Regions from separate parts of the Mus musculus genome. Here regions 2 and 3 are each linked to region 1. A link is a contact called in public Hi-C and HiChIP or PLAC-seq data. All regions are on one chromosome and are shown on one strand. Each heading gives the region's core, a stretch centred on a gene start, on an enhancer-like site or on the middle of the called end of the contact. The rest is flanking DNA. Distances are from core to core; before and after follow the strand shown.

The links. A called contact is a pair of places that touch in the nucleus more often than the background predicts. HiChIP or PLAC-seq counts read pairs in DNA pulled down with a chosen protein or histone mark.
Region 2: a contact with region 1 is called in an H3K4me3 HiChIP or PLAC-seq map of embryonic stem cells, with 5 read pairs. The contact joins two enhancer-like sites. A contact is called at or near these places in 2 of 115 datasets of contacts at active chromatin or transcription factors (embryonic stem cells and epiblast stem cells) and 1 of 9 other capture datasets (adipose tissue).
Region 3: a Hi-C map of ventricular fibroblasts shows a contact between it and region 1, with 15 times the contacts expected there. The contact joins two enhancer-like sites. A contact is called at or near these places in 2 of 39 promoter capture datasets (hippocampal neurons and liver) and 1 of 484 Hi-C or Micro-C datasets (ventricular fibroblasts).

The regions. Positions count from the first base shown.
Region 1 is chr14:61,646,907-61,649,866 of GRCm38.p6, reverse strand. All of the region lies in intron 1 of Dleu2 (deleted in lymphocytic leukemia, 2), which reads left to right. Among named protein-coding and RNA genes, the nearest start is that of Mir15a, 16 kb to the right of the region's middle. Within about 2 kb of position 1,481, at least 436 of the 459 cell types and tissues checked have an H3K27ac peak or open chromatin away from gene starts, as enhancers often do. A contact at or near this core is called in embryonic stem cells, where this site is marked.
Region 2 is chr14:63,169,564-63,172,766 of GRCm38.p6, reverse strand. The region is part of intron 1 of Fdft1 (farnesyl diphosphate farnesyl transferase 1); the gene reads left to right. Among named protein-coding and RNA genes, the nearest start is that of Fdft1, 6.7 kb to the left of the region's middle. Within about 2 kb of position 1,591, at least 34 of the 459 cell types and tissues checked have an H3K27ac peak or open chromatin away from gene starts, as enhancers often do. A contact at or near this core is called in embryonic stem cells, where this site is marked.
Region 3 is chr14:63,263,159-63,265,990 of GRCm38.p6, reverse strand. It overlaps a transcript of Gata4 not described here. Among named protein-coding and RNA genes, the nearest start is that of Gata4, 19 kb to the right of the region's middle. Within about 2 kb of position 1,525, at least 18 of the 459 cell types and tissues checked have an H3K27ac peak or open chromatin away from gene starts, as enhancers often do.

The DNA.
Region 1 (2,960 bases), core at 232-2,731:
AGGGACAATGTCTTGCAAGCAAAGGATCAAAAGATGCTTTTGTAAGAAAAATTAAAATATTAACTTCATTTTTTTTGTCCTGTTATAGAGTCATTTTTAAAGGCGGTTTACCTAGCTTGCTCTCACCAGCTGCAAGACGGCAGAATTTATAATCGGAACATCAGGTTTCAATAGCCATAAAACAAAAATAATACCTACTTCATAGAGGTGTTGTGGGCAGTGAGACACCTGATCCACAAAGCGTTTGATAACAATGCGTACCACATTATCAGTACCCAGTGGCTCTTACAACTTTTTCGGGGCTTCATACAACGGGAAACCTATCTGGTGAGTCCATAATTTACTCTAGCACTATTTTTTTTTTCTTTTGGAAAAGTACCCTAGTGACGTCCAAAAGATTGTACATCTTCGGCTCCAATCCAGAACCGAAAGCTCCGTCTCCAGTTCAGAATCCAAAGGCTTGTGCATGGTGGGCTGGTCGCACACCTCGAGGTCTGGGGTGGAGGGAAACGTCGGGGTGTGACAGCCGCCCGCTGGTCGTGTGATTGAACCGTAAAATTCCTACCTCGTGAGATGGTTCTAGGCTTAGGTGTGACAGATCTGGGAGGCGCTGGCGGAGGGCGAGAGCACGACAGCGATACGCGGTTTTAAGTTCCTGAGCGGCCACCCAGGGCTCGAAGGCGCACTCGGTGGCTTGGAGTTTAGTTAAAAGCGGTTTTTGTCTTGTTTTTACGAAACTCTTAAGATAGTCCCTGATTTGTTTCATCACTAGTGTGTCACCGGAGTAGTGTCCGAAAGCTGACCACCTCCACTGCCGCACAGGGGCCACGCAGGCACACACAGGAGCGCAAGACACAGCGGGGACTGGAACCGAGGAAGTAGAGAGCCTTGCGCCACGACGATCCTGCGCATGTGCCGGGGGAGAGGGAGGTAGAAGTTTCCGCATGCGCAGCAGGGTCGCGCGGGGGTGGGTGGGGGGAGGCAGGGACAGCTGTGGAGCCGGCCCGCGTTCCCGGCATGCCCCGGGGCGGCGGGGTTGGCTCTAACGAATTTGAATGAGGAGTCTCAGCGCTTTCGGCGCCATTTTCGAGTGATGCCTGATCTCATCAATCTAGCGGGAGGGAAGGGATAACCTGTCCGAGCCTAGCGCGACGCTAGGATCACGCCGGAAAATCCCCCAAAAATCATCAAAAAAATTAACTTAGAGCAGAGGGCAGTCGGTGGGGCTTCGCCAGATGCGGCGCAGTCGGTAAGAGCCTCAAGTAGCGAAGCGGGTCTCGAGAGGTGGCAGCGATGGGACCGGAGGACCGTGAGGGGAGCAGGGACCGGACTCGGGGTCTGCCCTCACTTTCGCGGCAGAAGCTCCCCCAGGGGATCCGGTTGCTGTAAGTTGGGTGTCCTCGGATGGGCGGCGTCCGGCCGCGCTCGGGTGGCGGGAGCGCGGAGCTGGGGGAGGGGAGGCGCGGTTTGAGCGGGACACGGCCGAGCGGCCGCCGCCCGACCTGTCAGCGCGAGCGGCCGGGGAGCTAGGCCGGCGCGGCAGGGTCGCCCGCGACAGGCGCCCGCCCGCCCTCCCCGGTGTGCACGGCGGTCCGGGCGCAGGCCGTCTCCTGCCGGGAAACTTGGGTCGCGGGAGAGACGGCTGCCCGCGGCCCCCGAGGTGCGCTGCGGAGTGCGGGGAAGAAACGACGCCGGCCGGGCCGGTCCCGGGCCGGATCCCGACCCCGGGCGCGGCGGATGGATGGATGGCCGCATCCAGCTGGGTCATTTTGTCGTTGCTCTCCCGGCGGTCCCCTCTCTCGCTCGAGGGGGAGGGGTGTCGGGGTGAAGGGAAGGACGGGGCTGCGAGCTTGCGATTTCCTGGCGTCGGGCTCTTAGAAGACTTTTTCCTTCTCCGGTCCTTGAATCGCAGCGTCTCAAGGAAAAGTAGCGTGAAACTTGGTGTCTCCTGCCGACAAGCCTTTGCACCTACGATTTAACGGTCATTTTGCAGTCCTCAACTTTCCTTGGGTACTCCTGACGCTGAGGCGGAAGAAAGCGGAGTTGTCTTTCCTTTGGGGGGGGGGTTTCTTTCTTTCTTTCTTTCTTTCTTTTTTTTCTTCGTTGGCTGTTGGCTTTTTGTCAACCCAGAGTCGACAGCTCTTGAATGAGCCAGTGACAGCTTTGACTTTAGGTAATGCTCGCTAGGTACTAGTCTTTGTGAAGAGTCCACGTTAAACTCTTGTGTCGCTTTCCTCCCTCAGCACCCCTAGATTAACCCTTAGCTCATGGGACGTTCTGCGGGAGGGTCGCACGGACCTGCCTTAGTGATCCTCTGCGGATGCTTTTGCTGCAGCTTCTCGGTTATTCGCCGAGGACTCAGGCTTCAGGAGACCCTCGGTGACTTGCTAGTCAGAGCAGGCCCCCTACAGAGCTTTCTCCCTCTGGAATTTTATCAGAACCCTGGATTTGGTGTGTGTCTGTGAAAACTGGGGGACCCGCCCTCATTTAGATCCCTTCCAGAAGAGTAGGAGCGCAATGTGATGTTTTTCAAATTGAGTCTAACGGAGCTCCCAAACGCCGGGCTTCTTACCCACTGATTGGCTGGAAGGAAGCGGGACTGGGGGGTTTGAATGTTGATCCCAGAGCTGATAATTCTTGACCTACGAAAAACTGTGTTTAGACAGAGAACTATTCAAATAAATACAAAATGTAAAATCGGAGTTTTTTTTTTAAGTTAGTACATAATAGAGTTGTTTCTTCCGTAAAAGCCTTTCAGATGGTTCTGAAATATATATATTTAAATGTAAAACTAAAGAGGCTGTTTTCAGAAAACTGTATTTCTGCTGTTGGAGTTATAAGACATTTCTGTTCTTCATTAGTTGAAAACTTCTCCGAAGGATCTAAGGTGTTTGGTTTTTCCTTTGATAAAATTTTTCCGTCTCAGTCTTCATGTATTTATTGGATACATATTAAGGGAA
Region 2 (3,203 bases), core at 342-2,841, 1.5 Mb before region 1:
GCAGGCAGCTTGTAGCTAATGAAGGGATGGTTAGAGCAGGTTATAGCCAGAACCGGGGAGAGACACTCATCAGGCTTGTCCTGGGACTCATAGACAGTGGGAGGGAGCAACTCTATGTACACACTTTTCAGACTTCTGCATGAGTCACATCTGTTACTGTCCAATTGGACCCCAGATTTTTACCAGGGGAGCCAGGTATGAGGGAGGAGAGAAAGCCGCCTTCCTGATGAGAAGTCATAAAATTTTGTGGCCATGTTTACAGCTTACTATACTTTATCACTCTTAGTAATCTGATGGGACAAGTATTTTTGCTGTCGCTTATGTGAATTACAAGTCTGGTTTTCCTCACAACTCTTGGATATGCTTCCGGGATGCCCAGTCAGGCCTGGCCACCTCTGTACATTTGTTACATCTACAAGATGTAACATTTTCAAAAATTAAATTGAAATAACTTCTATTAAAAATTCGCATGCTTTTTAGCTTGGAGGTTGTTTGGCTCAGAAAGCTCAGGTATTGCATGAACCCTGCTAGCAGGCCCAAACTGGCTTTTGTCAAACTTGTGTTCTATTGGGAGAGAAAGGCAAGACAAGTACACAGACTTACAGACAGAAGTCAGCAGTCAGAAGAGGCTGGAGTGGCGAGGTTAGGGGAAGGCAGACTTTTAGGGTTGTGATCTAGAGCTGGGGACTGTTCACCGCTGTCCTCTATAAAAGAGGACATTGGCCCGACGAGACCCTTGGAGACTGAAGGCTTTGGTTTCCTCTTTGAAGGGGAGTGGGTGGCCGTGATAAGGGGCAGAGAAAGTGAGGCTTGGGCTATTTCTTCTCCCTGGGGGATTTGATAATCCAGTGTTTGCTGAGCACTTGCCAGCCCCCGTGAGGCCCCCACCCCCAGTCTTGAGAACTGAACCCAAGGCCTCATGCATGCTAGCCACGTGCCATGAAGTACGGTACCTGCTGTTCCAGAGGAGGCTCTTGTGAGCCCAGGGGTTTAAGAGCAGCCTAGATGCATGACAAAACTTCAGCTAAACAAGCAATCAAGAGTAGTCTCAAGTACCTCTAATTAGTGGAAACAAACTGGAAAATTCATTTCCCTTCATTTAATATTTAAATAACAACAATAATAATAAAAAGGAAACCGAGAGATATGTACCCTGAACTTTGTGGGTTTTCAAGACAGGGTTTCTCTGTGTGGCCCTGGCTGTCCTGGAACTCACTCTGTAGACCAGGCTGGCCTCGAACTCAGAAATCCGCCTGCCCCTGCCTCCCAAGTGCTGGGATTAAAGGCGTGCGCCGCCAAGCCCAGCAAGAGCTGATTATTTTTGTAACAAAAAATAAATATGGGTTTAGGCCAGGTATGGTAGTGCAAGGCTTTTTTTTTTTTTTTTTTTTTTTTTTTTTTTTTGATGTAAAAACATGAGGTAGTTTTAATGGCAGAGCTCCGTCTGGGTCGAAATGTATCTCATGCAGGAGACAGTGGATTCGACCACGAGGCTTGGAAGCTAGGGGTTTTTATAGAAAAGGGGCTGGGGCTGGGGCTGGGGGAGGAATTGGTGAAGTTTCACATGATTGGTTCATTTACACATCAGCAGACTGTACATGCAGATAACATTTAACTTAGGTCAGAAGGGTGGGAGATAGGGAGGCGCCGGGCTAGTCTGGACATGTCATTCTCCTTTCTGTACCACCTGCAAGTCTTTTAACTTAGCATACAGATTATTATTACAACAACATGTAGGTTTAAACACATCATTTAAGACAGTGATGGGCATGGGAGCCCCATAAAGGATCTTAAAGAGTAAGGCTGAATCAAAAGGGAGTATTTCTAGTTCTAAATAGGGCAAGGGGAAGGAGCACCAAGTCTGCACCAGTCTCTTTTAGAATTCTATTCATCTTTTTTACCTGTCCTTAGCTTTGGAGCCTGTATGCACAATGTAATTTCTAATCAATCCCCAATATCTTGGCCAGTCCCTGATTTACCTGGGCAACAAAGGCAGGTCCATTATTGCCCTGATTACCTTGGGTATCTCAAACCTCGGGAAGATTTCTTCTAGGATCCTCTTGGCTATCACATTGGCCGTCTCAGTCCTTCAACCGCAAGGCTACTGCCATCCGTGTACCAGCTCGAACTCTCAGGCCAAGGCTGATCTGATCCTTTAGATCATTTCGAGTACCAGTTTCTTCTGCCAGAATGTCAGCACAATGATGAGTAGGTGAAGTCTCGGGCAGTAGGGTAGTGGGAGTGAGGACAGCAGGAGTGAAAGTCACTCGTTCAATCATCCATCGGTCAGGGGGCTGTCGGATAATGCTTTTAAGAGCGTGGGGTGCCACTACAGTTATTTGCTGTCCCAGAGTGAGCTTATCAGCATCCTTGACAAGCAGAGTTATGGCAGCAATAGCTTTCAGGCAAGAAAACCACAGGGTGTAACTTCTTGGATAGGTAAGCCACTGGCCTTTTTTTTTTTTTAAAGATTTTTATTTATTATTATATGTAAGTACACTGTAGCTGTCTTCAGACACTCCAGAAGAGGGCGTCAGATCTTGTTACAGATGGTTGTGAGCCACCATGTGGTTGCTGGGATTTGAATTCTGGACCTTTGGAAAAGCAGTCGGGTGCTCTTACCCACTGAGCCATCTCACCAGCCCAGCCACTGGCCTTTTTTAAGGTCCCAAAGTCTGAGCAAGGACTCCTCTGGCGACCCCTGCTCTCTCTTCCACATAAAGAGTGAAGGGCTTGGTTGGGTCAGGCAAAGACCAAGACTGGCCGTCAGTAGGGCCTTTTTAATTTCTTCAAAGGCTTTCTGGTGATCTGGGGTCCACACAAACACCTTCCCTTCCTTGGTTAGGGGGTACAACAGGGCAGCTAAGGTCACCAACCCAGGTATCTAGAGTCTGTAGAAGCCAGAGGTGCCCAAGAATTCTTTTACTTGCCTTGGTGTAGTTGGGTTGGGGATCTGAGTTACAGTCTTTTTTCTGGCTTTCTTTAGCCACTGCTTCCCATCTCGAAGGGTATATCCCAAATAAGTAACTTCAGTCTGACACAGCTGAGCCTCTTTAGCTGAGGCTCGGTCTTCAGTTGCCCAGGTTTCCTGTCTAGATCCTGTCTTTTCTTTCTCTCCTACCACTGTGGCCAAGTTTCTAGTCAAATTTCTTTCTTGTCTACGATCCCTCCGGCTTTCTCTTTATTCTGCCTCTTGCCCCCCC
Region 3 (2,832 bases), core at 276-2,775, 1.6 Mb before region 1:
GCGGGTTGAAATTTGACGTAGGGAAATCAGAAGGGGAGCCAAGCATGAACTCAGAACACTGTACTCTGCTCTCTCATGATCTGAAACAGCAAAACGGAAGGAAGTTGAACCCGACTCTGGAATTCTTAAACACTGTTCAGGCAAAACATGAAGGGTTATTGGAGGGGGCGATGTCTCAAAGTGTTTCTAGACCCTTAACATTGACAAGCAGAATTGAAGAGTTCTTGTATTTAGACTTACTCCTGAAGTCCCACAGACAGCACCAACCCACCAGACCAGGAACTACTGGGGGCCGGGTGGGGAGTGGGAGAGACTTGGGGTTTAGGGGCTGTTCTGGGAGCCCAAGTGAATGGGCCTTGGTGTTCTGCACTCTCTTAGCAATCTCTTTGGGTTTTTTTGTTTGTTTGTTTGTTTGTTTGTTTTTGTTTTTTTTTTTTTGGTTTTTTTTTTTTTTTTTGTGCCTTCCTGGTTCCCTTGTGTTCGACCACCACCACTCCCGTCACCACTACTGCAGGGGGTTTACCTCTACTGTTGATAAAGGAAGGGCTGCTATCTAATCTGGTCCGCACCAAGAACAATCCATTAGCCCTCAGTATTTAGCATTTATCCGGGGTGGGGGAGGAGGAAAAGATTATGCTGCCTCATCCTACTGCAGCCTGAGTTGTGCCTCTGAGGAGAGAGGAACGAATGAAACTCAAAAACTCACCAGGAAATCTGTGTCCCCTCGGGCTGATAAATTATATTTTCACCCGTTGCTATACCCCTTTGAGTTGGAGGGGTGGTTTTTCTTTTAAAGAGGTGTATATGCTCTTACTTTAGGTGTGAAAGATTCCATTTTTCACCCAATGTCCCTTAGGGCGGCAGAGATGGGAATCCGTCCAGTCATTCATTCTTTCGTTCATTCATTCATTCAGCAAACATTTGCAAAGCTTCACTCCACGCCAAGCCTTGTGCCTTGTACTGACAGGTTAAATTATTTGCCCAAGATGAGGGTTATGCTGACAACTGGGGCGGGACCCTAAATCAACTATTGTAGTCCTATGACTGACCGCTTCTCTTCCCCCAAGGCACACAAATCGGAGCCACGGGGAGTGGGAAGGGCTCCAGAGGTTATCAGGTCCAGCCTTCCATTCAATTCAAGAATCCCCTCCCCAGAATGCTAGTGAGCAGGCCGCTGACTCTGCCCTCCACCAGCTACGAGAGCAGCTTCCTGGGGTTCCCCTTCCAGAAAGTGGTGTAGCAGTCCAAGGTCCTCAGCTGCGCCATAATCTAGGCTTGCTCTTGCCTAAGTTCAGAGAGCCAACCCTCGTCTACTGCTGTGGTTCTGTGTGCCTGGCTCCTCCAAGAGCCAGAGGTTACTAATTCTCCCACGTAAGCATCCTTGCTTCTCCTCTCCAGTCCTGGAAGTGGGGATTCCAGAATTGATGGCACTTCCCCCCCTTGAAACCTGAAAGTGGGAAGGGCCTTGGCCAAGCTGCTTTTCCTTAGTTGCCCACAGGGGATGCATGTTGCCTGGTCAGAGAAAGCCCCAGGCAGTAGCCAAACAATGTCCAGAGGCTGGATTCTAGATCCAATATAGCTCAGTGACAGGCTAGGTGACCTCAGAGAGGTTATTTTTGTAGCATATTCTAGAAATAAGATGCATGCATGTGCTCAGTAGCTGAGCTTGCCACCTTTTGCAAAGATAAAATTGATCTCTAGAAGTAGTCTGAGATTACAAAAAAAAAAAAAAAAAAACCCAATGTATAGACAACAAAGAACATTCTGGAAGCTTTTCTACCACTTTACTGACTGGTTATCTTAGGCAAATTACCTTTAAAAAAAAAAAAAAGACTGTGTTTCAGTTTCCTGTGTTTTAAAGTCCTCCTAAACCGGTCTGCAGACAAGCCTCTGGGTCCCCAAAATAGTCAATAGTTAACACGGTGACATGGTAAAAAGCCTTCAGCTAGACATTAATAGCCTCGTTGATTTTTTTCTTTCTCTCTGTTTTTTTCCTCTCTAAACTTATGACTTACAAATTCTTCAGATATCAAATATGTTCAATAAGAAGCAGACAATATCCTAAGTCCACGAGCATTATCTTTAACTGTCTTATCCAAAATTGGGAATTGAGCCCTGTCAGAGGCAGACCAGGAGCTGTGGCTGTGGTCTTTTGGGTCAGTCTCCATGCAAATCCCTGTGACTCTTTGCTTCGCTGTTTCCACAGAAAGAAATGTACCCAAAGGAATTGCTGAGGCTCCTATAAGAAAATGCATCTATAACCAAATCTGAGGACTTGACAATTACACTTCAGAAGTGTGGTTAGTGTAACAAAAATTGGTAGCAACCTAGTAAACAGCTAGGATTTACTATTGTTATGCTTTCTTGACATATTTAATGAGATAGCAAAGTCTCAAAGTAGCCTTTTATTTTTTATGTTTTTAAGGTTTTTCTGATTGTTTGCTAGCCGTGATATTCCGAGCCTCCTTTGTGCTAACAATGTGCTTAGCACTGAGTCCAACTTTTAAATTAACAAGGATTGAGAGCCACTCTTTAGGAAATAAAACTCCCCTGAGAAGACAAAATAAAGCGGTTATGTTCTTCATGGTTCTTTTCATAGGTGTAGTTAAGCGTCCGGGTTTTTTTGTTGTTATCCATTCTGTCTTTTCAAATGAGCTATAAAGTGAATGTGTTTCTTTCAAATTAAAAACAAACAAGCAAACAATTTTTTGAAAGAAATGGGGAGGGCTGATCAGATCTTGAGTGGGTCTGCCTCCCCAAGATCTTTATGGCTGTTTTCAAGGTAAAGGCTGTATAGGCTCCTAACTCAATATGTATGGTCAGACTGTACAA